Regions from separate parts of the Pan troglodytes genome. Here regions 2 and 3 are each linked to region 1. The links are chromatin contacts, called in public Hi-C and HiChIP or PLAC-seq maps. All regions are on one chromosome and are shown on one strand. The core of a region is the stretch at or near the end of the contact, and the rest is flanking DNA. Distances in the headings are between cores, read along the strand shown.

Evidence for each region. A called contact is a pair of places that touch in the nucleus more often than the background predicts. HiChIP or PLAC-seq counts read pairs in DNA pulled down with a chosen protein or histone mark.
Region 2: an H3K4me3 HiChIP or PLAC-seq map of stem cell-derived excitatory neurons shows a contact between it and region 1, with 2.3 times the contacts expected there. The contact joins the promoter of RCN1 here to the promoter of PAX6 in region 1. A contact is called at or near these places in 1 of 1 datasets of contacts at active chromatin or transcription factors (stem cell-derived excitatory neurons) and 1 of 1 other capture datasets (stem cell-derived neural stem cells).
Region 3: a contact with region 1 is called in a Hi-C map of stem cell-derived neural progenitor cells, with 2.3 times the contacts expected there. The contact joins the promoter of IMMP1L here to the promoter of PAX6 in region 1. A contact is called at or near these places in 1 of 7 Hi-C or Micro-C datasets (stem cell-derived neural progenitor cells) and 1 of 1 datasets of contacts at active chromatin or transcription factors (stem cell-derived excitatory neurons).

What each region holds. Positions count from the first base shown.
Region 1 is chr9:35,815,441-35,820,350 of NHGRI_mPanTro3-v2.0_pri, forward strand. PAX6 (paired box 6) reads right to left here and starts at 2,114. Exons shown (of 14, transcript XM_054662190.2): 1 at 1,852-2,114.
Region 2 is chr9:36,087,141-36,091,848 of NHGRI_mPanTro3-v2.0_pri, forward strand. RCN1 (reticulocalbin 1) reads left to right here and starts at 3,201. Exons shown (of 6, transcript XM_024347019.3): 1 at 3,201-3,906. The coding sequence starts at 3,653.
Region 3 is chr9:35,505,628-35,510,640 of NHGRI_mPanTro3-v2.0_pri, forward strand. IMMP1L (inner mitochondrial membrane peptidase subunit 1) reads right to left here and starts at 3,461. Exons shown (of 8, transcript XM_063783973.1): 1 at 3,324-3,461. It overlaps ELP4 (elongator acetyltransferase complex subunit 4), which reads left to right and starts at 3,476. Exons shown (of 10, transcript XM_508351.8): 1 at 3,476-3,812. The coding sequence starts at 3,590.

The DNA.
Region 1 (4,910 bases), core at 864-3,363:
CTCAGCCCGCGCGGCCCGATGCCTCTGATTCCTCACGAGAGGAAAGGGAATGAAAAATGAAGCAACAAATGACACCACCCAGGCTGGCAGCCCTCGCTCCCCGCCAGACCCCGCTCCTCAGGCCCGGCTCTGGCGCCGGGTGGCGTCCAGCCCCTGCACGCGCGGCGCGGCCCGCGGGAAAGTTTGTGCAGCGAGAGTGACTGTCCTTCCGCCTCGCGCGCGCTGCCCCCTTCTGCCCCGGAGGGGCGTTGGGTTCCCTTCGGTTTTCCTTTCTAATTCTAAAATAAATAAATAAACTCCGGGCCCTGGGGAAATCTGAATAGTAATTCCAGTCATCCAAATTCTATGAGAGGGTCTGAGGAAAAAAAGACAAGCCTATCACGGGCGCCCTCCGATCACGAAGGGCACGGGCATGAGAAGGCGACAGAGGAGGTCCTCGGCTCGCCCTGGGCGCGGAGCGAGGACTCTGGTCAGAGGTAATTATGTCACCGCGTTTTCTCGCCGTGACAGCCGAATAAACACGATCTCCAATAAACATCTCTAATGAGGGAGGAGGCCCGAGGATGGCTGGGTTTGATTTATGACTGGAGGAGAAGGTCCACTTCCCACTGCGAAGCAGGCAACCTGCTCGCCGCCCAGCTCCAGGGAGAGGAACCCGCGGAGGAGAGGATCCCGGCCCAGGTAAGGCGTGCGGCCGGACTGCCACTGCGCTCGTCCCCCGTTTCCAGGTGAGGTGAGCAGGGGGCGGCCACCGCTCGGAGTCGGGCGGAGGTCCCAACACCTGTCACAGGTGACTGAGCTCCGATGGTGCTCCCAGAAGACCTAGAAAGGGGGCGCAGGAGCGCGAGTGGGAGTGGGGGTTGGGGGCTAGCCGGGGCCTGGCCCAGAGGCCGCCCCAAACTCCCGGGCGGGGTTCTTGGGTGCCCCGCCTAAGCCGGCCTGGGCGTCTCCAGCTGCTTTTAGGGCCGGGCTCCCAGGACTTTCGCCCGGCTGAACCACAAGTTAGTCTAAGTTTGGGTCGTCCCTTCCCTGACTCACTAAGGGGACACTTCCGGGCCCCGGCTCCCGCCCTCCAGGGGCCGCAGGGTGGTGGGCGCTGCTCTTTCCCGGGCTTGGCGGCCCGGCTCCCATGGCGCCCGCGCGCTTCCCGCCGAGGCAGCCAGCGCAGCGCCCGCAGTAACCGGAGCCCGCGTTCTAGCTCAGTGAGAATCGCTAATTATTAGGTCTTCCGAAGTGAAGCTCAAATCACACGCTGGGGGCTTTACGCGCTGCCCAGCTCTGTGGGCCGCATTCTTTCGTACTCCGCGTCTTTCTGAGAAACGAACCCCATCTCTAGACTTTGCTGCGGTCCAGCCATCTGCACTTTGCAACCGCGGGAAACTTCTGCTGCACCTCGCCCGACCCGCGGCAGGGTGTCTTTAAGCACTCCAGGCGCGGGTACGGACTTTCCCAAGCGTGGATGTCGTGAACTGCGACGCAGAGGAGGTCTGGATGCAAACTGCGTCCCCACCTCCTGCATTTTTCGCGGTCGCGAGTGGCTTTAGCAGACAGCAGCAGCAGACTCCCGCCCCCTACTCCCAGCTCAGGGCCGGACTGGAAGTCCACTCTTAGGAGTGGAACATTTTGCTACTTTTGCAGAAGAGCACACTCGGCAAAGACAAGTCCCTCCTCCACCCCCCTTCCTATCCCTCCCTCAGTAACTCGCTTCCATCTTTGTATGCCTCCTTTTAAAAGCAAAAATCAAGCCCCGGGGCCACTTGGGGCGGGCTTTGATTTGGGGACAGCAGTCGCGGGCAGCGGAGAGGCCCCGCGGGCCCCGAGCCGGGCCGGGGCCGGAGCCCGGGCGGTTACCTGGGAGCGGAGGGCGGGGAGGCAGGTGAGCCTGGCAGCGCCGGTTCCCACACTTCTCACCGCCGCTCGGCAGGGGAAGTGGCAGATCTGACAGCCGCGTTCTACGCGAGGACCTGCCCCAGAGTTTAAATGTCAATGATAAGAAAAGAGGGTGCTCAGGCAGGCGCTAACTTTCCTTAATATCCACGCCAGCGCCGTCCTCATTGGCTGCCCGGCCCGCGTGACGTCATGGCGGCTAGAGTTGGGCACAGCTCTGCGCCGACTAGTTTTCCGGCCGGGCGGGAGCCTGCTTCTCCCCACCCAGGGTCCGGCCGGCTCCAACCCCTGCTCTGGCCTTCCTTGGCCCGGCCTGTGACCGCCCTAGCCCGGCCCGGTCCGGCCTGGCCCGCCCTCCTGTATGGCGTAGAGTCGATCCTCAGGAAACTAGTCTTGCCGAGTGCGCTCCTCCGCACCTTCGGGCACTAGGGCCCCAAGATCTCTGCCCTTAGGCTGGCCAGCTACCTCTCTGGGTAATCACCCTGTCCCCTCCTCCGATCCCCAAGGGAGTCACTTCATCGGAGAGACCCGAAGGCCGCGCCGGAATTGAGAGGCGCTTTTGGCAGGAATCATTTTTAGGAGGAGTTCGAGGCTCGATGAGTACCCTCAACGTGGCCCTCGAGCCCGCAAGTCACTAGCTGGGCACAGACGGGGGCTCCGGGAAGAGGACAAGCGACCCCTTTTTCAGGGCCTAGGCCAAAGATCTCTCCAGGCCTGCTGGGTTCTCAAGAGGGAAGCCCTAAAGGGGGCCTACCCGGGCTTCCCTCGCCCTCTGGCTGAAAGGCTTCAACCACATTAGAAAATGTAGGTGATTGTATTTATCTTTGACTTTGAATTAACTGTTGACTTTGTGACTTAGAGGAGGAAAACAGGAAAATCCCAGATTCTGAAGTCAGTACTCATAGAAATTGGGGCGGGGTCTGCAGGACACTGACTTGCTGGTCTGTGCCTGTTTTTCCCTCACACCTTCTGTGGACTGCGAGATGGCTTAGCGGAGCTAGGCCTGGCTATCTTGGAATGGAGATTTAGACCCTCGTTGTCATTCCCGTCCCCCATCCCTCAAAACAGGAGGCTTCTCAACTCCTTCCCCTGTGCTTCCATCTGGGTCTCCAATTTGAAAGTGACAGAGGTCGGGCCCGGAGGGGCAGGGGTCGCTTGAGGAGTTTGCGGGAGAGGAAGGGGCGGGGCGTGGAATTTCCTTTAGGCAGCTCGTGGAGACCCAGCCTGGGTGGACCCGGGAGTGTGTGTGTAGAAGCAGGGAGGGGGACGCCTGGGCCGGAGGAGGGTCCTAGGGCCAGTCCCTGCGCGCCTTGATCCGGGCGGCGGCTAAGGGAGAGCCGAGCACAGATGGCGCCGAGGCGGAGGTCTAGTGATTCCCGCTCCCGCCCCTGGCACACCTGGACAGGTGCCGGGCCTCGCAACCGGCCAGGAGGCAGCTCCAGGCAGCCCGTCTGCCCACTCCTCTTAGCCCGGACAGCTCCTAGCTGGACTTGATTTTTTGTCTTGCTCAGCCCGTCGAGGACTGGAGGGCAGAGTAGGGGTGGGAGTGGGGGTAGGGGTAGAGGTGGGGGTGGCGGTGAAGGTGGGGAGGAGAATGGGAGCTTTGGCTGAGAAGTTTCCGCAGGATGTTCTTACTTATTTACAAACATTCTCCAAACTTTCTTTCTTCGTCCTAACGCCCTGGGCATCCTGTGTTAAGGCCTAGGAGCGCCCACCTCCCACTGGCCACTCTAGTCTGGGCCTAGACCTTACCATGGTCCTGTCGCCCTGCTCGGCTGGGAAGGGATGCTAAGAGAGGCATTTGTTCTGGTTTCCCTGTCGCCGTCGGCCATCTCCAGTGACCTAGTTTCTTGGTAAGCCCCTAGCTCCCCTCCAGGACCTGGCCCAGCCTCCAGCCTCAGATGTCCTGAGGTCTCCCAGACTCCGCCGTCCGCCTTGGTGTGTGGGCTGCGGATAGGCCTCGGACCTGTGTAGGCCTTCCTAGCTGGCCAGTTTGTGTCCGGGTCTCGTTCCCCACACTGTACCAACCCTAGGCCGCCGAGAGGGCTGTTCTGGGCTTGTTTGGAGTCCAGGCCATTAAGTGTGCGCAGATCCCTGCAACCCAGCAGGGTGCTCGAGAGCGACTCTGGAAACGCCACGGCCCCCGCCTGCTTATCTGCCTGTCAATAAAGGGCGCGTTCGGGCTGCGCGGGAGCGCCGGTGGTGCTGGCGAGGCCCGAACTAGGCCCTTCCGAGCTCCGGGCCAACGCACGAGCCGCTCTCCATTTGCCCCGGGCAAGGAGGCTGGGAGGGAGGGAGACGGCGCTGGGGTCGCCGAGGGAGAAGGTGCAGGTTTAGCCGCTGCCTCAGCTGGATTCTCGGAGAAGCGCTCGACCTCGGAGCACTCTGGAGACCCTACCAGAAATCTAGTGCTGGGGGCTCCTCTCCGCGCCTGCCACCAGCCTTAGAGGAAGCTGGGCAGGGCCCCGCGTGGTGCCCAGCCTACGAGGTCCCACCTCGCCTCGCCCGGGCAGAGGCATCCTCTCTAGGCCACATTGGCTCGCATTGCGGGAAGAAGGGTACGGCGGGCGGCCCGGGGGCATCATCGACGACTCCTAGAGCCCCAAATGCCGAGTGCTACCTGAGGCAGGCTGTAGCTGGGGTGCAAAGGACCGGAAGCGGGAAAGAAACCTCTTTTCTTTCAGGCCTCCCTTCAGCCCGGGGTAGCACAGACTGCAAATTTCCGACACCTAGGGCAGCTGCAGGCTCTGATTCTCCACCGCACAGTGAGCGAGCTCGGCAGCCGCCCAGTCTGCCTAGGCTCCCAGGCCAGCCCCGGCCCCAGAGCTTCCCCATCAGCCAGCAGAGGCTGGGTGGAGAGCCTGGATGGGCGTGAGAGGCCTTGAAGTAGGGGAAGTAGTGGAGAGAGAGGAAGATAGAGAAATCGGCTCTTGGGTTGAACTGTTGTTCTTGTCGAAGGTATGTTTTCCCCTCCCGGCCTCTGTCGCTTTTCCTCTCTCCCCTTAACTACTTTATGCAAATAA
Region 2 (4,708 bases), core at 1,951-4,450, 270 kb after region 1:
TGCTTTTAAACATGTGGCAGACACAGCTGTTTGGCTTGTTCTTCCTCGCCCACAGAACCCTAATCATGTGCTTCAGAGGATGTTATATACAGTACTTTCCAGCTCCTACCAGTGAGTCTTGATTGGTTGAAATCAATCATGGAATTTCTATTCCCCATGCCTGTCACTGGATCCAGCATAGGCACATGACACAATTCTGGCCAATGAGATATGAGGGAAAGTCTGCTGGGAAAGTTTATTTTTCAAAGAAAGGGAGAGAACATTCCTTTCCCTTACTGTTTCTGAGGGAGAAACAAAAACAAAAACAAAAAAACCTGATTCCTTGATGATGTCCTGAAACCACTGAAATTAACCAATCTCAAACCAATATAACTCATGACTTCTTGTTGCATGAGATGCTAAAGTTTTCTTCTTGTTCCAGTAACTTCTGGTTGGATTTTTGTTGTAGTTGATGGTGTTACTTTTGGCCAGATGCGGGAGACCAGCATACCCTAAGCTGATCAGTTTACCTGTTTGAAACTCGCTTTTCCTTTTCACTGAATCAACCGTCTGCTAAATGTTACTTATCTTGTTCTTGTTCCTCTGCTTCATCAAGAATGGAGGTTAACCTAAGACCTAAGGCATGACAATGCACTTAGTCACTCTTCCCAAACATGCACATGGGGGGAGATGCAAAACAGCTTTGAAAATGAAAGAAAGCAGTTACACAGTGCAATACCTTGACTATTCTGTCCCATCATCCTTCCTGAACCTTTGATTGGGAGGACTTGAACTCTTATGGTAGGGTGGAGGGATGAAAATAAATATAAAGGAAAAGAGTGTAGGCAAGCCCAGGGGAAATTATGTAAATTCTTCCGGATTCACAGCAGTGCTAGAATTCTCTGGTAATTCCCACAGGAGCCAAGACTACCTCTGAAACAATCTAACTGTTGGAAACCACCAGTGTCTGGCAGGAAGCCAACTATAACAAGGGCAAAAGATATGCCTTTTTGGAGAGTCTGGACCAATCCCAGGGACCCAGGCCAGCCTGTGGCCAAAGTTGTGAATATGGAAAAACTGTCACCAGTCTCCACTCGCTTTCCCGTTCCCATCCTAGTCCCCTTCTTTTTCTAGCCCCAATCTTTTTCTCCCTGTTCCTCCTCCCACTCCTCCTTCTCCTCCCTCACTCACTCAACAATTCATATCCTGCTTGCCTGATGAGCACAGAAGGTACTAAACCGCCTACCTTAGGACACTTGCATTTCAGCAGGGAGCTCTTACACCCCCAAGGTAATGCTCCTCTATTGCTAGAAATTCAGATCTCTAGGCTGCCTGTGGGAAGCATGTCTGGTCTCAGGCACAGTACTTCTTGTCCCATGCAAAGTCAGCTGGTGGGAAGGGGGGGGATCCAAGGAAAGGAAGGGGACTAGGAAGGGAAGCGGGGATCCAAGGACTGGCTTCCCAGCTCTCACTGCCAGCCAGTGGGGTCACAAAGGCATTGCCTCAAATGTGGAGCTGTCCTCTGCTAGCTCGTACAGGATCTTACCCTTCTCTCACATAACTACATCCTTCCATCTAGCTTATCTTACTCACCTTCAGTCTCAATTTAAATGTGTCTTCCTCCGGGAGGCCTTCCCTGATTGATTCCCATGTCTGGATCGATTCAGTACCCCCAGACCACTAAATGCCTTTCTCTGTGAGCACTTGTCATGCTGACTTGTGATCCATGGATCTCAGTTAGCCAGAATCCAGCACAGCCTGACATTTAGCAGGTGCTCAGTTTATGGAACGAACGAACGAATGAACATCTGTTCATATACACTATAGCTCTGCAGACACCATGATTATCTTGTTCTCCATTGTACCCTCAGCACCCAGTCCAGTGCTTAGGCTGTAGTAGTACGACAGTAATGATTTATTAATTGATTGAAAGAGGGCGTCCCGAAAAAGGGACTTGCGTCTATGTTGCGACGACATCTTTATTGCAAGGGCAAGAAGCACATCCCAGACCTTTTTGAAAACATCAGGGATGGAGGTGGGAGGCAAGGCAAGATGGAGGAAATTTCTAGGAGTACAGATATTTAGCTGTCATGGTGGGTTTCCCTCTTCAACTATCGTTTCAGTTTTCTAGGGATTTTTTTTTTTTTTTTTTTTTTTTAATGGAGTTTCTCTCTTGTTTCCCAGGTTGAAGTGCAATGGCATGATCTCGGCTCACTGCAACCTTCGCCTCCCAGGTTCAAGCGATTCTCCTACCCCAGCCTCCGACTAGCTGAGATTACAGGCGCCCGCCACCTCGCCCAGCTAATTTTTGTATTTTTAGTAGAGACGGTGTTTCACCATGTTGGCCAGGCTGGTCTCGAACTCCTGACCTCAAGTGATCTACCTGGCTCCGCCTCCCAAAGTGCTGGGATTACAGGCATGAGCCACCGTGCCCGGCCTTCTAGGGATTCTTAACCTGGGGCTCATAGGTGGGACTTCAAAAGATCCATGAATCCTCCGACTCTTTAATCAAGCACCCGTGTCAGTAGCTGTATGTGCATTTTTCTGGAAGAGGATCATGGCTTTCAATGAGTGTCAAAAGGCTGAGACTGCTCGAGACCTCACCGTCCAATACGGTAGCCATTAGTCTCGTGTGGCTCTTTAAGTTTAGATTTAAATTAAAATTTCAGTGCCTCACTTACACTAAGCTACACATCAAGTGCTCAACAGCCACTACCTACAGGCCAGACCAGATAGAGGGCATTTCCATCATTGCAGAAAGTTTGATGGGACAGATATCTGTATTGGTAGCATTACCAACTGAATACAGGTAAGATTGGATCCAACTAGTGCTTTTGTAAAATGAGTTACCAACATTTAGAAATAAAACATAAAAATCTAAAATCCTGATTGATTTCATTTGGGAAACAGGACTATCTATCAGCGTGGGGCCTGCGTTCCGCTGGCAGCTGGAACGCACAGTACCGCTCCCTTTAGAGGGACTCTTGGTCATATAGAAGTTCCCCGCTTGACCCTCCTTGACGACTGACAGTACGACCCTCGTTTCTAGGGGACTTCGCCCGTCTTGGTCTCCTTCCAGGCTCGCGTTTGTAACCAGACTCCAAATTTTACTAAATGGGGTTGAATTGGGTTTGAGAGCACATCTTAGAGCAGGGTCTAGGGCTGAGATTCGGGGTCTCAGTTGGAAGTTGAGGAGGGGCAACGTCTCCTTCCTTACAGTTTTCCCGGAACTGTAGGAAGTCAGAGGGAATTTTATCCTGCACATCTGTTGCTTGACAAAGAACTTCCCAATCCTCCTCCGAGCCCTCCAGTCCCTAGCCCAGTTCGCCCGGGCCCGCCCCTAGCAACAAGATCGCGGGGAGGGGCCGAGGCGAAACACGAGCCCCGCGCCCACCACCCCAGCTGGCGACGTGGCTCCGCGGCCCCGGCTTCCCCCGGCAGCTCAGCGACCAATGGGCGCGCGAGCGGGGCCGCCCGCAGCTTCCCAGCCCGAGGCCCCGGCGCGCCCCTCTGCTCCGGCTCGGGGCGGGCACTGGCGGAGGGACTGGCCAGTCCCCTCCTCCGCGCCGGCCCCAACCCTGTCGCTGCCGCCGCGCTCCAAGCCCCCATTCCCGAGCTGCCGCTGTTGTCGCTCGCTCAGCGTCTCCCTCCCGGCCGCCCTCTCCTCGGGACGATGGCGCGCGGTGGCCGCGGCCGCCGCCTGGGGTTAGCCCTGGGGCTGCTGCTGGCGCTGGTGCTGGCGCCGCGGGTTCTGCGGGCCAAGCCCACGGTGCGCAAAGAGCGCGTGGTGCGGCCCGACTCGGAGCTGGGCGAGCGGCCCCCTGAGGACAACCAGAGCTTCCAGTACGACCACGAGGCCTTCCTGGGCAAGGAGGACTCCAAGACCTTCGACCAGCTCACCCCGGACGAGAGCAAGGAGAGGCTAGGGTGAGGCCGCGGCCAGGGCCCCGTGGGGGGCGGCGCAGGTGTCCGAGGGCCGCCTGGGCGGGAGCCACGCGGGATACCACCGCCAAAGCGAAAGCGAAATCGCGCGCGCGGCCTCGAGGATGGGGGCCTGCCCAACTCGGCGCTGGGGCTCAGGCTAACTTGCTGGAGGGCCCCGGGACCCCAGCTTGGAGATCGCCGCCGCCGCGCCCCGGCCGGGGTGGTTTCTCGCGGGGAGGCGAGAACGTGGCAGCGGCCGCGGGAGCCAGGACGGCGAGGGCCCGCCCCCTCCCCCAGGTTGCATCAGAAGGGAGGGGAGAGTGCACAAAAGAAGAGTTTGTCCACAGTGGCCTGTTAGTGACATGAGTTCCTCCCCACTCTCTCGCAGTTTCTCTCTGATCCCCCACTCCTGGGGAGAAGGGCTTGAGACACTCGCTAAGAAAATCTCAGGGATGAACATAAATGGATAAAAGATGAAGGGGCAGGCGAGCGACAGGCTTGCTTCCTGGTCTCGGCCGCAGTGGTCTTGCCTTTTGCCTAATCGCCCTGTAAATCTATCGTAAGGAGACTGGGCGCGGTGACTCACGCCTGTAATCCCAGCACTTTGGGAGGCCGAGGCGGGGGGCGGGTGGGGAGATCACCTGAGGTCAGGAGTTCGAGACCAGCCTGACCAAACGGCGAAATCCCGTCTCTACTAAAAATACAAAAATTAGCCGGGCGTCGTGGCACACGCCTGTAATCCCAGCTACTTGGGAGGCTGAGGCAGGGGAATCGCTTGAACCCGGGAGGCGGAGGTAGCAGTGAG
Region 3 (5,013 bases), core at 2,211-4,710, 310 kb before region 1:
AGAATTAATTAAGAACGCACCTAAACATATAACTTTTTTTTTTTTTTTTTTGAGACACAGTCTCGCTGTGTCGCCCAGGCTGGAGTGCAGTGGCGCAATCTCGGCTCACTGCAAGCTCCGCCTCCCGGGTTCACCCCATTCTCCTGCCTCAGCCTCCTGAGCAGCTGGGACCACAGGCGCCCGCCACCATGCCCAGCTAATTTTTTTGTATTTTTTAGTACAGACGGGGTTTCACCATGTTAGCCAGGAAGGTCTCGATCTTCTGACCTCATGATCTGCACGCCTCGTCCTCCCATAGTGCTGGAATTACACGCATGAGTCACTGCGCCCAGCCAACATATAACTTTTAACTCTTCCTTTCCATGAATACTTTATTTATTCTCGCGTTTTATATTCAACTCTGCTATTTGCTGGTAAGTTCAAGAATTTGAAATTATTTGGGAGCAAAGATTTTATCTTTGTCAAAAAAAAAAAAAAAAAGGCGGCTGGGCGCGGTGGCTCACACCTGTAATCTCAACACTTTGGGAAGCCGAGGCGGTGGATCACAAGGTCAAGAGATTGAGACCATCCTGGCCAACATGGTGAAAGCCTGTCTCTTACTCAAAATACAAAAATTAGCTGGGCATGGTGGTGAATGCCTGTAGTCCCAACTACTCAGGAGGCTGAGGCAGGAGGATCATTTGAACCCAGGAGGCGGAGGTTGCAGTAAGCCGAGATCATGCCACTGCACTCCAGCCTGGCAACAGAGCGAGACTCCGTCTAAAAAGAAAACAAAAAACAAACAAACAAAAAACCCATATTTGGCTGGCGCGCTGGCTCACACCTGTAATTCCAGCACTTTGGGAGGCCGAGGTGGGCGGACCACGAGGTCAGGAGACTGAGACCATCCTGGCTAACACGGTGAAACCCCATCTCTACTGAAAATACAAAAAATCAGCAGGGCGTGGTGACGGGCGCCTGTAGTCCCAGCTACTCGGGAGGCTGAGGCAGGAGAATGGTGCGAACCCAGGAAGGCACAGCTTGCAGTGAGCCGAGATCGCGCCACTGCACTCCAGCCCGGGCAACACACCTAGACTCCGTCTCAGAAAAAAAAAACAAAAGCATATATTTATCCTACGATAGTGTTATACCAGATATATATCCTAATTTCATGAATACTCTGGTGTGTATATAGATCATCTTTCCAGAATTATAGTCCAAGTCAAAGTTGGAAAATAATTCTTCAGTTCTAGTAATGAGGCAAACAAAGCACCACTATCATCATCTTGGGAAAACTAAAGGGTTAAGTAAATACAGTAGGAAACAAGGGAATATGTAATACAGAAGCCTATAAAAACGAATTATACCATTATGTTAAGTGAAATAAGTCAGACACAGAAAGACAAATATCACATGATCTTACTCATAGGTGGAATCTAATAGTTAATCGCACAGAGAGTACAATGGTGTTTACCAGAGGCCAGGATGGTTGGCAGGGGGGATGGGGAGAATTTGGTCAAAGATACATAATATCAGTTAGATAGGAGGAATAAATTTCAAGAAATCTATTATATAACATGAATTTATAGCAAGCTGACTATAGTTAATGATCATATATTGTATTCTTTAAAAAAATGTAAACAGTGTAGATGTTATGTACTCTTACCACAAAAATGATAACTATGTGAGGTAATGCATTGCTAATTAGCTAGATTTAACGATTCCGGAATGTACATACACTTCATAGCATCATGAGGTACACAAAACAATGCCATCTGTCAAAAAATAATAATTATATGTAGCATTTCAAAAAGTTCACAGCATCAAAAATATTTGTAGGGGTGGGGGGACAGAGAGCATCAGGAAGAATAGCTAATGGATGCTGGGCTTAATACCTAGGTGGTGGGTTGATCTGTGCAGCAAACCACCACAGCACACGTTTACCTATGTAACAAACCTGCACATGAAGCCCAGAACCTAAAACAAAAGTTGAAGAAAAAAAAAATTCAAGACGTTTCTATCTGATATTGGACTGCTTTGTCACTTTTTCTTTTGGTCTTCCTAGTGCTTATTTACTACAGGATAAAATTAGCACATGCTATTTAATGTGTTCATTTTAAGTACTATGTTGTTTTCTATGTGTTAATTTTATCTCCTCCAGGTGAGACCATTTTTACTACCATAGGTCTAAAATGACAAGATTAAGTCCAAACAGACAGTAATCACTCAACAGCTATTTATTGAGTAACTTAAAGATTCAATATGAAAGCAACCTTGATCAAAGCTTTCCAGTTGATATATTGTGAAACAGGGTTTTTTCCTAAACATGATTCTAAAAAACAAGCAAGCAAACAAAAATCCTCCCCAAATGAAAAACTCCAGTCACTATTTAGCAATACTAATTTCAATTTATCAAACAGAATCAGCCCAAAAATTTCAACAGGTCAGTGAGATTTAAAACAATTCGATGGCAAGAATTTCAATGAGGTTTGGCTCTAATTAAAAGGTATCACAGATCACTGTCAAAGTCAATAACTCAGTAGTGCGGTAATGATTTGGGAGTCCTTTTTAATTTAGACGTTTGTCAATCATGATTGCCTTTAAACATCACTTACCCACTGTCCTGCTCAGTTTTGAGAAAAAAATTAAATACAAAAATACAACTCAAAATACATGTTTTTTCCACACATAAAATTCGTACTTTAGTAATAAACTCTCGATTCAGGGTTCATAAAATAAAGTAGGTATACTTCTAATTCTTCCTAGCAGTTTTTTGGGGGAAAGAAACCCTAAGTATTTTCTGTTATTTGCAGCTGCTTTAACAGCAAACGACAATTAAATGTGTGAACAAGGTTGTCAGAGTAACACTTGTCATTTATACCGCTTAGGAAAGACATCCAAGACTTCCAGAAACACTAATTAAAATTAACAAAAGCTTCTTATCGGAACTTGTCAGAGAGCTATAGTTTGTCAGACACAGGAAAACCAGATAGCCTCAAAGTTCAAGAGTTTTCGCTCTAAGGTTTAATTCCAAACCACCTACCACTAGGCACTAACGAACTAAGCCCAGACGCTCAGCAACCAACTCATTAAGGTAAGAGATCCCATCCTTTCCATATAACACAAAATTAAGAAAAAGACATCGTGGGGAAGGCGGAGTGAATTTTCTATCAGAAATCAGAAGATAAATGAGCAGGAAAAAAGTGTATCCTCACACACAGCGGAGAAAGGTGCTAGCAATTGCTTGATAAGCCCTAAGGGTTTATCGGTTCACCAACCTTTTCTTTAACTCAATGTGAATGAAGGCACTCAAAAGGAGAAGAACGTTACGTGATATTACCTACCTCGGGCCCCAAAGAACCCTGGAGACCCTCAACCAGGACACAGGTGGGCCTTTCTCACCTGGGCCCCGCCGAAGTCGACCGTCCTTACGTAGGGCGCACTTTTCAGCAATACGCCTTCCGATTGGTTGGCTCGGGACTGACGTCTCAGTCCTATTGGTTACGAGAGCCGCGGTTGGGGCGAGGAGGCGGGAGTTTGGCCCTGGTTCTGATAGGACGGGTGTTTGCGTTCCCAGAATTCCTATTGGGTTAACACTGGAGGCTCTAAGATGGCGGCAGCGGCAACCTGCGGTAGTGTTGCCGCGAGTACTGGGTCTGCAGTGGCGACAGCCAGCAAGAACAACGTCACCAGTTTCCAGAGGAGGGGTCGTAGAGCCAGCGGGACCAACGACAGCGGCCCTCGACTGGTGTCCATTACGGGCACGCGACCGTCGGTGCGGAATGGACAGCTGCTGGTATCAACCGGGCTCCCAGCCCTAGACCAGCTCTTAGGTCGGTTCAGAGCGGAGATCTGGGCTCAGCCGAGGGGAAACTTAGGGAGGGGACCTGTCGGGGAAGCCACTTTGACCCCACATCTCTTTCTGACCCCTAAACCTTCGGAGGAGGAGAGAATAGCCTGGTCTGATTGAGATGGAGGGGAATACGGGTTGTGTGGAGACTTCTGAGCGCTGTTAACTAAACATGCTTTAGTGCCCCCGCTCTCTATTTCATTCCCTGCCCTCCAACCCCTTTTCATATTACGGAGGAATTCGTACATGCTTTTTACCCTGAAATGCTTTCTAGTCAAGGGAAGACATTAATTTATGGAGGTGGTTGGGCTTTCATTCAGGATACCTCCCTTCTGCTTTCTCCAGGCCCCTCACGGTTTAGACCAGCCTGCGAAAGTTTTTATAATTGTGAGAGACAGACTTCATTAGAAGATGCTGGAAAAAAATGATTTCCCCTCTTTGACCGTCAGACTGCCTGTTCTCTGGTTCTAAATCTTAAAACATTTTGGCTTTAAGAGAGCGAATGTTAAAGGCTTATGTTGACACATAATCCTTATAAAGTATTTTGAGCCTGTCGTTGATATTTAGATAGTGTCTGCGTTAAATCTGTGTATATATTTTTTATTTTTTCTATATACATTTTGCTTCCCAGTATTGATTGCTGCTACATTCCATACGACATCTTTAAATTTAACTCACATTTTAACGAGAAAAGTCTAGTTCTTAGGCTTTCCTTTAAAATCTCTGGAATTTTTTATGAGAAGCCTGCTGAAGAATATGCTTGTTTCATAACTGTTATATTGAAAGGAATGACCAGATTAAGTTGGCAGGACAGATTTGCTGTGTTAATAAAGCTTCTAGATTAATTTCTGAATGCTGTTTCATTAAAACCCCGTCTGTGTTTACATTTCATAACTTTTTTCATAGTGTGTGATATGTGTCTGTTAAATCCTGCACACTTTCATAAAATATAACTCATTGCTTGTTCTTGTACTTCGTTTGACATTTCTTTCGGTTATTTTCCCCTCAAAGTAGGCTTTTCATAGGTTTAGTGCAGAGAAAGTAAGAAGACAAGCAACCTATGAGAAAGAGTATGGCTTCTTGATTCTCTCATTTCATTTCCCGGTTATTTCTAGATAAGTTTAAGTATTTTTCATTTAATTGTTTCAAATATATTTTCCTCCTGAGTTGCATGGTACTGTAAA